2 separate regions of the Sus scrofa genome follow, and region 1 is linked to region 2. Evidence: chromatin contacts called from public HiChIP or PLAC-seq data. All regions are on one chromosome and are shown on one strand. Each heading gives the region's core, a stretch centred on a gene start, on an enhancer-like site or on the middle of the called end of the contact. The rest is flanking DNA. Distances are from core to core; before and after follow the strand shown.

The links. HiChIP or PLAC-seq counts read pairs in DNA pulled down with a chosen protein or histone mark.
Region 1: an H3K27ac HiChIP or PLAC-seq map of alveolar macrophages shows a contact between it and region 2, with 2.7 times the contacts expected there. The contact joins two enhancer-like sites. A contact is called at or near these places in 10 of 47 Hi-C or Micro-C datasets (alveolar macrophages, embryonic fibroblasts, fetal skeletal muscle and 5 more) and 2 of 2 datasets of contacts at active chromatin or transcription factors (alveolar macrophages and skeletal muscle).

What each region holds. Positions count from the first base shown.
Region 1 is chr1:216,686,604-216,689,618 of Sscrofa11.1, forward strand. It overlaps a transcript of CD274 not described here. Among named protein-coding and RNA genes, the nearest start is that of PLGRKT, 4.0 kb to the right of the region's middle. Within about 2 kb of position 1,623, at least 3 of the 83 cell types and tissues checked have an H3K27ac peak or open chromatin away from gene starts, as enhancers often do. A contact at or near this core is called in alveolar macrophages, where this site is marked.
Region 2 is chr1:216,523,728-216,526,840 of Sscrofa11.1, forward strand. It overlaps the pseudogene LOC100152856. Among named protein-coding and RNA genes, the nearest start is that of RIC1, 30 kb to the left of the region's middle. Within about 2 kb of position 1,299, at least 3 of the 83 cell types and tissues checked have an H3K27ac peak or open chromatin away from gene starts, as enhancers often do. A contact at or near this core is called in alveolar macrophages, where this site is marked.

The DNA of each region.
Region 1 (3,015 bases), core at 373-2,872, 160 kb after region 2:
AGGTAGAGGGTTATCAGGGTTCAGTCTAAGTGATATGGAGAACTCATGATTGAGAAGTAGGAAAAATATAAGTAGCTACTGGAAGTGGAAAAAATATTTGGAAAGACAAATATCTAGAGAAGATTTTAGAAGTTTCCTATTAAATATGCCATGCAGATCATTTGTAGGGACTCTTTAAGAAAGTATTATTCTTCAGTGTTTTAGAAGTCAGTTTATGTTTTCTTAGAATGCTATTACATGCTTGGACTGAACCATGTGAAGCCTTAGTTTTATTCAAATTACACTCTGAAATATAAGTGCCCACTGTTCAAAAAAGCTCTCATTGATTTGGCTGCCTCCTTAAATTACTGTCATCCCTTTCAATGGTAAACCTCAACAAACCATATCCTCACTTTTTTCAACTATCAGTTAAGAAAACAAAATTCAGTAATTATAATATAGATTTAAAATAATAGTAATAGTAAAACATAGCATTTTTTATATTTCAGACACCATGTCTTGGTGATTTGCCTATTTTAGCTCATATAAATTTTATAACAATCTTATGAGGAAGATATTACTATTGCCCCTATTTTAGAGATGTGGATACTGAGACACAAAACTTTAGTAATTTGTTTAAGCTTACATAGCTAGGAAGCAGTACAGCTAAGATTCAAACCCAGGTACCCTGGCTTCAATGTCTATGCCTTTAACTACCATCTAAGTGTGTAGTGAAATTTGTATTTTATTCAATGCTGGTGTCATCATGTATTTGTTCAACCTTATAAAATTAAACATAGAACTGCCATTTAACATAGAATTCTACTTCTACATATATACCTAACCAAGAGAATTGAAAACATATGTCAAAAAACTTGTACACAAGTGTTCATAGCAGCATTATTCATAATAGCAAAAAAATAGGAACAATATAAATGTTCATCAATTTTAAATGGATAAACAAAAATTGTATATCCACACAGTGAAATATTATTCAGTCATTAAAAAGAATGAAGTACTGATACATGTTACAACTTGGATGAGCCCTGAAAACCTTATGCTAAATGAAAGAAGTCAAATACAAAAGGCCATATGTTGTATGATTCCATTTATATAAAAGGTCTAGAATAGGCAATCTATTGAAACAGAAAGCAGATTGGGAGCTTCCAGGGGCTAAGGGGCTAGGAGGACCATGGGAATTACCTGCTAATGGTTAATGGGTTTCTTTTGGGAGGTAAAGAAAATGCATGGAATTAGATAGGGGTAATGATTGAAAAATTTTTTGAATATACTAAAAGCCATTAAACTGTAAACTTTTTTTCTTGTTATGGCTGCACCCACCCTCATATGGAAGTTCCCTGGCTAGGGGGTCAAATCAGAGCTGTAGCTGCAGGCCTACCACAGCCAAGGCAGTGCTGGATCCTTAACCCACTATGCGAGGCCAGGAATCAAACCTGCATCAGGTCCTTAACCCAATAAGCCAAAATGGGAACTCCCTAAAACTGTACACTTTTAAATGGTGAATTTTATGATATGTGAATTATATCTCAACCTAAAATTAGCTAGGTAGGGAGAGAATGAGTTCACTGCTGTCATTCTATTATAGTGCCACATGGTGTCACTGTTGAGGAATGCACAAAGTCCAAAGAAGGCTGTACAAAGCTCAGTGATATTCTGCGGATTAGGCTGTACCCAGCCTTCAGGTGTGCCCCATGACTGAAGTCTAAGGTTAAAATTCAGATTGTTCCAGAGTATGGGCAACACCATTCCAGAAGAGTTTAATATTGAAGAGCTTCTAGCCTTACTCCCACCTTGTGCAATTACGTGCTCTTCACAGATTAAAGTTCTTGGCTAAACCTGGTTCCCACTTTAATGGAGAAATTCACACTTCTTTCAAAAGCATCTGTTAAAAGGAAATACCTCTAAGCATATTTTGAACTTTCAAAAATTTTGTTTTTTAAAAAAAATTATTTTATGGCTATACAGGGAAATATTTAGCAATTTTACTGTCCTGGGGTAGATTTTCAATGAGTTGAGGATCTTACACTAATTCTTTCAGTATATATTCTATATAGTCTAGTATTTCCAATTAAAATATTAAAAAGCAATACATTTATGAAGATAGTCATCATGATGTTATTGACAGTAGCAAAAATCAGAAATCTCCAACAATGGAAATTGTATACATACTTGCTGAAAATCTTATATATGTTTAAAATTATACATATAAATATCTTTTAACACATGAAATCCTTATTCTATAATGAAAAATGATTTTAAAGTACCTACTTGTATGTGTGTATGAAACATATACACATACATTCACAAATTCATATGATTATAAGTAATACACAAATTAAAGTTATATGTCATTTGATATTGAAATAATTTCCCCTTAATATTCTTACTGTATACTTTATAAAATCTGTTCAGTATCTATACCAAGATTTCTTTCAATTCCCAGAGTGTATATTCTCATGGGTCACTTTTTCTCACTGATATTTTAAAATACATACATGTGTATTTATAATGGGTGTGTATACTTTAAAGTGTATCCATTGAGTTTCCATCAGGAATTGGAATTCTACTCAGTTGGTCTCACTATTTAAAGGAGTAAGGTGATGGTTAAGAGAACCATCCAGTTGCAGCATTCCAGCCACCAAGTTGCAGTTAAGAACCATCAGGCTACAGCAACAGCAGGAAGCCCATGTCATCTCTAAGCTGAAGAGCAATGGAGGAGAGCATTTCCAGAGCTTTGTGATCTGGAGCCACAGAGGAAGAGCCACTGGTCAAGAGCTGCAGTTGTGGAGGAACACAGCCACGACCAGATCCTCAGCCTCAGAGAAATAATGGATAAAACACCCTACCTCTCTTTCCTCCTGCCTCCAGTCCCCTGTGGATGCCTCCACAGCCCAAACCCAAGTGGAAACCAGCTAAGAAGAGCCCAGGTAGTGTCTTTCAAAGAGGTCAGCTTCTGGAGTATAGCATAGGACAGTTAAAGGAGAACTGCTATGAGGGGAGACCAAAAGAAGACCC
Region 2 (3,113 bases), core at 49-2,548:
AAAGGAAGGACTTTATAACTTCTCCTCGGCATATGTGAATTGCCAGCATTAGTGCTCTTCTGCTTTGGGACTGTTATTAGTAAAAGAGGGAGACTTGATCGCAGGCTCTATGACATCACAGCAGTCGTTCTGAAAACCTACAGGGTTACTAAGTGAGGAAAGATTGATATGATGAACAAAGGGATGATTCACATTCCAGGTGGAATGTTGTGAGATTTTATCACACTGCTCAGAAGTTGCATTCTTCAAAATGTAGCAATAGATTATTTTTGGAATTTTGCATTTAGTATTGTCAGACTACAACTGATTTCAGGTCACTGAAAGCATGGAAAGCAAACCCATGTGTAAGAGGGGACTACTGTATCACACTCTGATTGTTGTCAATTTGATAAATAGTCTATAATTGTATTAATTTTCTAGTGAGAAAAATATCATAAAAGTTATTTTAAAACATCTTCAGAGATTCAAAAGAGGAGGAACAAATATCTGTTTGGAAATGAGAGGCAGGAGAAAGCTTGGAAGAGGTAGCCCTATGCAGTATCAGGAATGAGAGGCAGAACTATGGCAGTGGAGCTGGAGGGAGGCAGCAGTGGAAAACATTCAAGGCATTAGCAGTGTAGAGGGTGTAGTATGAGTAAGGCACAGAGAGTGGAAAATTGTCTTACAGGTAACCTAGTTTGTCTAAAGGGAAAGGAGCACATCCCAAGGAAAATATACCTAGTAGGCAGCAATGAATCATTAAATCAGGAATTCCCAGTCCTGGATGCCCATTACACTCAGTGATCTTGGGGAAAAAAAAAATCTGTGCCTGCGTACCACCTCAGACCAATTAAATTAGAATCTCCAGTAGGAGCTTCCTTAAACTATCCGGGAATTATGTATGTATGTGTGTGTGTGTGTGTAGCCAAGGTTGAGAATTGCTGCATTAAGGTCATATGAGCAGGGGAGCGATAAGCTCAAAAGTGGGCTTTTGGAAGATTTACTGTCTTAGATCACATGCTGTTTACCTCTAAGTGTATTGAACAGTTTGAAAGTTGGGGAAAAAAATCTTAACTATTCAGTTCAAAGTTGAATTTAAGTAAATGTTCACTATCTCTTTAAAAGAAAAAACAACAAATGTTCTGTATCTCAAAATAATTACTTTCTACTTTTAGGGGATAAGATCATTTGCCAAGCAGGTGTAATTCACAATGAAATTATACACACCAGAGATTTGGGGCAGAGAGGAAGTCTGTCCCCAAATCCCTCTAGAATGAGACTGCACTCAGAACTAAGTGAAGCATCGCTTTGACACTAGGTGGAGCCATGGATTGTGATTACATGAAAGGTCTCACATCAAAGAAATAGGTAAAGTCCAGAGAAGGGGAGAGACTTAGAAACCATCTACTCTAATCCCTTATTTTATTATTTTAAATTTATTTTTTGTGTGTGCAAAATTGATTACTTTTCACATAAGTTATATATTCACACGGTTTATGTATACAAAGGAAAAGACCACACATGCAGTTTCCTTGGTGGAGATTCTCTGCCCTCCAGATCCATCCACTGTCCACCTGCCTGGGCTGCCAGAGGCTCACCTCTAAGGCTGCACTGACAATGTGCTCTGCCCTCGTGCTTCTGGTAGGGTTTGCCCAGGGGGCAGCACTGGTAAGAAACTAAAGGACAGGAAGATTGCAGTCCAGGTCTTTATTTAAACCTGAGCTCCTTCCCTGCTGGGCTGTGGATTCCTCTATGTAAGGCTGTGGCTTCTGTTCCATGGCTTTTACACCTACAGCTCTCTCTCTCTGGTTCAGGTAACCACTTACCCCCTTTGTCTCTTAAGGCCCAGGCGTGGTGATGACTCCCCTCGGTAGCTAGTCCAAGGCTGGGCTCATCACCATCCTTTGCTGGCTGCCTTATCCCTGTCCATGACTTTTTAAATCATTCAAGTCCCTTCTATTATCCTTTTCAGTGTGCCGTATACTCCTGCTGGTATCCTAACTAGTACAGCCTTGCTCCTCATGTCTTTGTTCCCCATTCATCCAGTTCTCTCAAAGCAACTGATTCTATAGGTTGTATGCACATACAGGCATAAAGGACTATATAAATATATATCCCTATCACACTTATTTTAAAATGTAGCATACTATATACCTAGTTCTCTAACAATATATCCTAGAAATCATTCTATAACAGCATATTGAGATCACTTTACTCCTTTTGATGGTTGCATTATATTCCATTTTATGGGTTACAATCATTTTTTTAGTCAGTCTCCCATAAATAGAACTTAGGTTGTTTCCAGCTGTTTGCTGTTAGAAATGATGCTATAAGGAAAAACCTCTTACATGAGTCATTTCTCCTTATTCTAACTATGAGGAAAATGAAACCAAAAGATATTGTTGAAGGTTAGTTCTTGGTAGAGCCCATGTCATCAGGGTCATCAGCTTGTAGGATGAAACTGAGTGACTGGCACAATGGGATCTGAATTTTGCTAGGGTCTCCCCACAAAATCTACTGCACATTTCAACTCTTATTAAATTTCCACCCTTATATACCTTTCTTTCTTCCTTTCTTTCTTTCTTTTTTAAGATTTGATGTCATTTATTTGTTACACTTAGAATATCTCATTTTTGACTGGACTCAAACATAGAGGTAGAAGCTCTCAGAGAGGAGAGCCTCTGGCTCTTGGCAATCTGTTCCTGACATTTTTCTTTGGCCTCCTTCATTCTCTTGGCCAAAAGTTTAGCGTATTCTGCAGCCTCTTCCTTGTTTTTCTTAGCATATTTTTTCATCAGAGCAATACGCCGACGTTTGTGTTGCAGAACATGTGGAGTAATAAGATCCTGAATCTTGGATGCTTTGGTCCTAGGTTTCTTACCTTCTTTGTTTAGGGACTTTCTCACTACATACTGACAGACATTATCTTCCTTAGAGAGACTGAAAAGTTTGTGGATTCTGCTAACTCTTTTAGGCCCCAGGTGACAAGGTATAGTAATATCGGTGAGTCCAGGAATATCCTTCTCCCCTTTTAATTTTATTTAATTTTACTTATTTATTTTTGTCCTGTTAGGGCCACACCCACAGCATATGGAGGTTCCCTGGTTAGAGGTTGAATTGGAGCTACAGCTGCC